Linked DNA regions of Sus scrofa: region 2 is linked to region 1. The links are chromatin contacts, called in public HiChIP or PLAC-seq maps. All regions are on one chromosome and are shown on one strand. Each heading gives the region's core, a stretch centred on a gene start, on an enhancer-like site or on the middle of the called end of the contact. The rest is flanking DNA. Distances are from core to core; before and after follow the strand shown.

Region 1 (3,315 bases), core at 772-3,271:
GCCTGCGTCCCAAAGCTTACAGGGGAGAAGGGTAAGAGGCAGGCAGGTGGTCCTCGTGACCCAGGAAACCCAGACCCCTGAGATGCAGAGGAGACTGTGCAAAGTCCGAGCCCTGCGTCTGCAGGCGGGAGAAGCCAGGCGTGTCGGGGGCTGCCGGCTCTGGGGCAGCACCTGCCCCGCATTTCTCTGGTGTGGCCGCCTCCCCCATCAAGTGTGACTGAGGTCAGACCACGTGAAAGGGCTGGGCTGGCAGGCTGGGGCCACAACTGTGGTCAAGGAAATGCCACCTCTGTGGGGAAAGAGGCAGCCTCAAAAGCCTGAGCGCTGGCTCCAGCCCTGCTGCCGGCACGTCAGGGGAGTCCAAGGACGCTGTTTCCCGGAGTTCCCATTGTGGTGCAGTGGAAACGAATACGACTAGTAACCACGAGGTTGCAGGTTCAATCCCTGCCCTCAGTCAGTGGGTTAAGGACCCGGCATGGCCGTAAGCTGTGGTGTAGGTCGAAGACGCAGCTCGGATTTGGCGTTGTGGCTGTGCTGTAGGCTGGCCCCTGCAGCTCTGATTCGACCCCTAGCCTGGGAATCTCCATATGCCACACATTCAGCCCTAAAAAGCAAAACAAAAAAGAAAAAAAGTAAAAGGAAGAAAGCCGTTTCCTCTCTTCGGGTCATCCAACAGGTCCCGCTGTGGCCTCAGGAGAAGCCAAACCTGCCCCTCCAGCCTGCGCTCTGACACCCCCTCCCCATGCCCTTCTCCTGCCCTCACGTGTCCCTGTCCCACACCCTCCCACCAGCTCCAGACTGTTCCTGCTGCACCCAGGACTAGTTCTAAACTCAGAGGCAGGGGCCGCCACTTCTGGCCGCTTCCTTCCCTCATGACTTTTTTTTTTTTTTTTTTTTGCTTTTTAGGGCCGCACTCACGGCACACGCAAGTTCCCAGGCTAGGGGTCGAACCAGAGCTGTAGGTGCCAGTCTACACCACAGCCACAGCAACACCAGATCTGAGCCGCGTCTGCGACTACACCACAGCTCATGGCAACGCCGGATCCTCAACCCACTGAGCAAGGCCAGGGATCGAACCTGCAACCTTTGTTGGATTCAGTTCCGCTGCGACACGATAGGAACTCCACCTCGTGACTTCTACTCTCTCCTCTCCCTCCTGGCCCCCCTCCCCTTTCCCAGGGCCCCCCTCAACCCTCCAGACCTGGGCCCAGCCCTGAGAGGCCCTGGAAAGGCCTTGCTGCTCTTTCGGAGGGCTCACCTTGTACACCTGTCCGTAGGTTCCATTGCCGACCACCTCCACCAGCTCGAAGATTCCAGCAGGATCCTGGGGGAGGGAGAAAGAACAGGGGTCAGGAGGTCAGCCAGAGGCAGGCAGAAGGCTAAGCAGCCAGGAGAGGGGGTGAAGAAGAGCCAGGGCTGCGGGGAGAGGGGGGTGTGTGGTGTGTCAGAGGGCGTGTTCTGTGGGAAGCTGGGAGGGGAGAGGAAACGGAAGTCAGAGCCCAGCTGGCTGTGCACACGCTGCCACTTTCAAACTCAGCGACAAACTCCGAGAGCCTGTGGCCTCACCTGCACGGGGTCACAAAAGCACCCACCTCTGGGATTTGCGTCAACTGCAAATGCGGCAGTGCCCGTAAACGCTTAAGACAGTGCCTGGCACGGGCATGCGTGCAATAAAAGTTAATTACCGCTGTTGTTATTTGACTTTTTAAAAGCAGGGATGAGGAAAGCCAGGAGTGGCAGGAACAAGCAAGCCACCCTCTGTGCGTCCAGGGTTCCCAGGACCTGGTGGGGGTGGGACAGAGAGCAGGGAGGGGCGGTGAGAAGGCAGACGTTGCAACGTTGCAGCCTCCACTTCCCCAGCCAAGCGGCACCAGGGATGGGAGGTGGGGGGGCGCAGGCTCAGACAAAGCCTCGGAAGAGCATCGCCTGCTGGGCCGCTGCTCTGCCAAGTGGCACAGCTGCTGGGAACTGGGAAGCCACCCCCACCCTCCTGCAGGGTTTCTTTCGGGAGAGACAGGCTGGGAGGTGGAGCCGAGGGCCAAGAGGCCGCCCAGGGCCTTCGGCTCCTGCACCTCTCATAGGACAGGCCGGAGTCACAGTGTCACAGGCACCCCCACCCCCCACCCGCCCAAAGTGAGGCTGTCACTTAGGAAACAAACTCTCCAGGCAACGCCAGTGCCTCTGCGCTAACAATCCTAAAGGTATGTAATCTAAAACTCCTTTCTCTTTGATTTTGAAAACCAATATAGAATTTCTGAAAATAGAATCCTAACCCACCCCAGCCCCCAAACCAAAGAAACCAAAAGAATGCCTCCCCTTCACCCACTGCAGCAAGTGCGTGGAAGGGAACCTGGGCAGACTGAGGCCCGGAAGACGCAGCCCGACCCTGGGAGGACTGGCCAGGCTGCCCTGGCTCCCAGCAGCCCTGCCAGAGCCCGGGCCTCCAGGGAATGAGACTGTGTCGTAAATTCCAGGAGGAAGGGACCGAATCCTCCTTGCTCACCAGCACATCCAGCACCGAGCCCCGCTGTGGCCTGACAGAACATCCCAGAACCGCCCCAGGGAAGCCTTGATAGAAGCTGCAGAGGATTCTTCCACCTGCTCTGAAGGGGCCTGGGCCGACCAGACCAAGGACTTCCTAGTTCTATGTTCAGTTACTCAGCTCCCGCTGAAGTTACTGAAAAAACCCTGAACCCGTCTGAAAAACAGCAGGGCCCACAGGAAAGGGAGAAGAAATCCGTGCAGGCGGGAGCTGATGAGAGGTTCATTGGAACCTGAGCTGCAAGGGGCCTGGAAGAGCTCCGCCTGTCCCCCTGCAAGTCCAGACCAGACGCTTGAGGGGAAGCCAGCCCCCCAAACATCTCCCCAAAGAGGCCTCCTCCCCCGGGGGCCTCCTGACTCTGCCCGCGGGGAAGCCCTTGCTTACACCTCCATCCTTCCCGAGAAGGATGGAGACAGGACAAGGGCTCATGGACTTGCTTCTCCGGACGCTCCTAATCTAAGAGGGGAATACGAGTCACAGTGATACACCACTGCCGGCTCAGATCCGCACAAGTGGATTTAACCTGGTAACCTGAGCTCCCAGTCTGTCTCCTGGTAGTTTGGGAGGCCCTGAGGGATGAAAGACCGGCCTCTGAGGTCAGACACTCGGGTTCAGACACTGATTTAATGGTTTCAAGCCTGCTTCCTGACCTGCAGGTGGCATGAGCACAGACTTGAAAGAGTGATTCTGAGAATTAAGCTGAGCCCACGCACGGGGCACAGCAGTCCTGCTACAGACATCTTCCAAGGAACGTGCTCCACAGAGGCCTGGGT
Region 2 (3,555 bases), core at 569-3,068, 54 kb after region 1:
CACCCCAAACGCCTTCCCAGAGGACCTCCTGTCCAGTCCCACCTGTTTGCTGGATGCATGTCTGGTGGAGCCCTCAGGACCTGCTCGGGGTAAAGAGGGCATCTCTCTGGCAGCCACCTCTCGGTCTGGAGAATAGGCAACGGCAAAGCTGTGGAAAGGATGGCGCGATGAGAGTGGGGAGCTGGGTGCCTGGGTCCCTGAAGCCCTGGAGAGGGGGTTCAGGGGGAGGCCTAGAGGCCGGCAGAAGGAATGCCCCCTACCCTGAGAAGGGAGGCAGAAAAAGGTTCAGGAGGCTGCCAAGGGCATTTCGGGCATCCAGCCCAGCTGGGATGTTGGCCCAGAACCATGGACAGGGTGAGCTGAACAGGGAAGGTTTCCTGGTGACCCGGGTCAAAGGAGGGGACCCAGGGGCCAGAGGTGGGGGAGGAAAGTAGCTGGGGAAAAAAAATGGTTGTGGCCTGGGGATGAGGCAGGCAGAAGGCAGTGACGGGGGCTGGGGGCTGGCAGCCCGGGCTGCCCGAGGTGAGGGGCACCTGCCCTTCCCAGGAGGCAGTCTGGTCCCCCCTCACCGAGCCAGTGGGAGCAGACTCATCAAGACTTTGTGTCTCAGGAGGTCCCGATGCAGCTCTTGAAAATGACGGAACTTCTTCTTGGTTGTCCAGGTAAAGTCGCCGTGAGTCAAGCGGACAGAATAGAGGGTGCAGGTTCCCACCTGGGGGGGGGGTGAGGAACTGAATGCTCATTCCCTGGATGGGTGGCAGCCCCCCACTCCGACCAGCCCTCCCCTGCCCCCTCCAGCCACCTTGGATCCACTGGTGTATCTTTCAGTGCCCACCACCTGGGCTATGACAGGGACCCCAGGGGCAAACACCAGGGGGTGCATTTTCAGGGGCTGGAGGTCGTAGATGGCCAGAAAGGGGTGCATCCGGTCAGCTGGCAGGAAAGAAAGCAGAAGAATGTGGACCCCAGGAGGTCTCAGCGCCCTCCTCCTCCTCTCCTCCGGGGCTGTCGTCGGGGTGTACCTGGGTCCTCTCCCTCCCTCAGAGTGTCCATCTCATCCCGCTCCATCTGTAACTGGCTCGAGTCCAGGTCATCCCCAGACGGGAAGAGGCTCTCGGGGGTCGCCGCCATCCTAGGAATACGGGGAAGCTTCGGGAAGGCGATCTGCTCTGCAGAACCCTGTCTCCCATCCCATCTCACGGTCCTCCGTCTCCCGTCGGTCCCTCATTTCCCCCCACCCGGCTCCCGCTGACACCCATCCTCTCCCTGATAATGGCCCATCGGTCTGCAACGCATCTAATCTCCATCCCTTATCTCGATCCTTCATCCAGAATCCCTGAGCTCCGCCTCCAGTCCCCTAACCAGCGTGCCGAGGAACACCCGGCCAGGCCCCGAAGGAAGGCACAGCAGAAGCCAGGGGAGGGACCCCGGGGGTTGCAAAGGGCCCGGAACCGCCGGGATTCCAGCCAGGCCAAGCCAGCTGGAAGAAGGGGTCCAGGCGGGAATGAGGAAGTTACGCGTCCCCGCCCGGGAGGGAAACCCCGAAATCTGAGCATGGGGCTGAGTCCGGAGGCCCCGAAGCCAGGACCCACTCCCGTTCCCGCCCTGTTTCCCGGGCCCGGGACCTCCGCGGCGCCCCCTCCCAGGTCCCCTCACCCGGGCAGCCGGAGCCGGCGAGGGCGCGGCTTCGCAAGCAGAGGGAGCGGTGCAGAGCCGGAGCGGGAACCCACACCCCAGCGGGCCGGGGCGGGGCGGGCGCTCAGGGCCTGCCCCCGGGGGCGGGCCGGCCTCCGGCCTCACCTCCGCGGGATTCTCGTCCGGCCTGTCCCGCCCCCGCCGCCCTCGGCCCGCCCCGGCGTCCTTGCGCGCTACCGGGGACTGGGGGCCGCCCTCTGCGCCTCGGGATCGCGCAGCAGGCTCCGAGCATCCGCGCGGCTCTGTCCACCCGGCTGTCCCGCGCCGTCGATCTGCACGTGCCGGGCCGCAGCCCTGTGGGCGCTCGGCGCTGCGCACCCTCCTCCGCGCGGGCGCGGGCCCCCGGGGTCCCCTCCGGCCGCCCATCCCGCCTGGGCCTCTGGCCGGACTCACTTTGCAGAAGCGACCGGAGAAATGCCCGGGCCGGCCCAGCTGGCATTTGCAGATGGAAGGAATGATGGAAGCCTTGAGGACTGGTGGCCACTAGTTCATTAACGTACCCAAGTTTTCTTTCATTCATTCCTTATTGCACGCTTGCTCTGCGCCAGACACTGGGCGTACAATAGTGAACAAGACTATCACAGCACCTGCTCTTCTGGAACTTACCGAAGAGCAAACAGGAAAACAGGCTATTTTTCAGGTTACAAAAGACAAAATATTTCATTTTTTAAAAAGTAGATTTATCTCTTCTGGATGGAGGAATGGGTTGATGGATATTTCTTGATAGACATTTGGGTTGTATCTAGTTTTTGTCTATATGACTACAGCTGTTATAAACATTCCTGGGTAAGTCTTTGTGTAGATATGTCTTCATTTCTCTTGGGTAAATAGCTAGGAGAGGAGTTGCTGGGTCATGTAATTGTATTTTAACTTTTTAAGAAATGGCGAAACTCATTTGATTCCTAATTGTACACATTTAAAATATAGAGACAGTGAAGAAAGTGTCAAACGAAGACTATTTTTTTTTTTTTCTAGGGCTGTACCCATGACATGTGGAAGTTCCCAGGCTGGGGGTCTAATCAGAACTGTTGCTGTGGGCCTACACCACAGCTGCAGCAACACAGGATCTGAGCCAGGTCTGTGACCTTTGCTGCAGCTCATGGCAATGCTGGATCCTTAACCCACTGAGAGGGGGCCAGGGATTGAACCTGAGTCCCCATGGATACTAGTTGGGTTTGTTACCACTGAGCCACAACTAGGAACTCCAGGGCTATTTTTAAGTCGCCATTAAAAAGCACTTTTTGGAGTTCCTGTCGTGGCGCAGTGGTTAACGAATCCGACTAGGAACCATGAGGTTGCGGGTTCGGTCCCTGCCCTTGCTCAGTGGGTTAAGGATCTGGCATTGCCGTGAACTGTGGTGTAGGTCGCAGATGCGGCTCGGATCCCGAGTTGCTGTGGCTCTGGCATAGGGCGGTGGCTACAGCTCCGATTCGACCCGTAGCCTGGGAATCATCGTATGCCGCGGGAGCGGCCCAAGAAATAGCAAAAAGACAAAATAAATAAATAAATAAGCACTTTTTTTTGGAGTTCCCATTGTGGCACAGTGGTTAACGAATCTGACTGGGAACCATGAGGTTGCAGGTTCGATCTCTGGCCCTGCTTGTGGGGTAAGAATCCGGCATTGCAGTGAGCTGTGGTGTAGGTCGAAGATGCAGCTCAGATGTGGCATTGCTGTGGCTGTGGCATAGGCTGGCCACTACAGCTCTGATTAGACCCTTAGCCTGGGAACTTCCATGTGCCGAGGGAACAGCCCTAGAAAAGGCATAAAAGACATGCCCTCAGTGGCCTGTGGAAGTTCCTGAGCCAGGGGTCGAACCCACACCACGAAGTTACCCAAGCCCCTGCAATGACAATGCCAGA

What was found. HiChIP or PLAC-seq counts read pairs in DNA pulled down with a chosen protein or histone mark.
Region 2: a contact with region 1 is called in an H3K27ac HiChIP or PLAC-seq map of alveolar macrophages. The contact joins the promoter of PLD2 here to the enhancer-like site in region 1. A contact is called at or near these places in 1 of 5 promoter capture datasets (fetal skeletal muscle), 3 of 47 Hi-C or Micro-C datasets (liver, omental adipose tissue and subcutaneous adipose tissue) and 2 of 2 datasets of contacts at active chromatin or transcription factors (alveolar macrophages and skeletal muscle).

What each region holds. Positions count from the first base shown.
Region 1 is chr12:52,032,115-52,035,429 of Sscrofa11.1, forward strand. MINK1 (misshapen-like kinase 1) reads right to left here. Exons shown (of 32, transcript XM_021067776.1): 2 at 1,259-1,324. Among named protein-coding and RNA genes, the nearest start is that of MINK1, 33 kb to the right of the region's middle. Within about 2 kb of position 2,022, at least 34 of the 83 cell types and tissues checked have an H3K27ac peak or open chromatin away from gene starts, as enhancers often do. A contact at or near this core is called in alveolar macrophages, fetal skeletal muscle, omental adipose tissue and 2 more, where this site is marked.
Region 2 is chr12:52,085,986-52,089,540 of Sscrofa11.1, forward strand. PLD2 (phospholipase D2) reads right to left here and starts at 1,819. Exons shown (of 25, transcript XM_021067789.1): 1 at 1,657-1,819; 2 at 1,023-1,132; 3 at 803-933; 4 at 570-712; 5 at 43-148. The coding sequence starts at 1,131.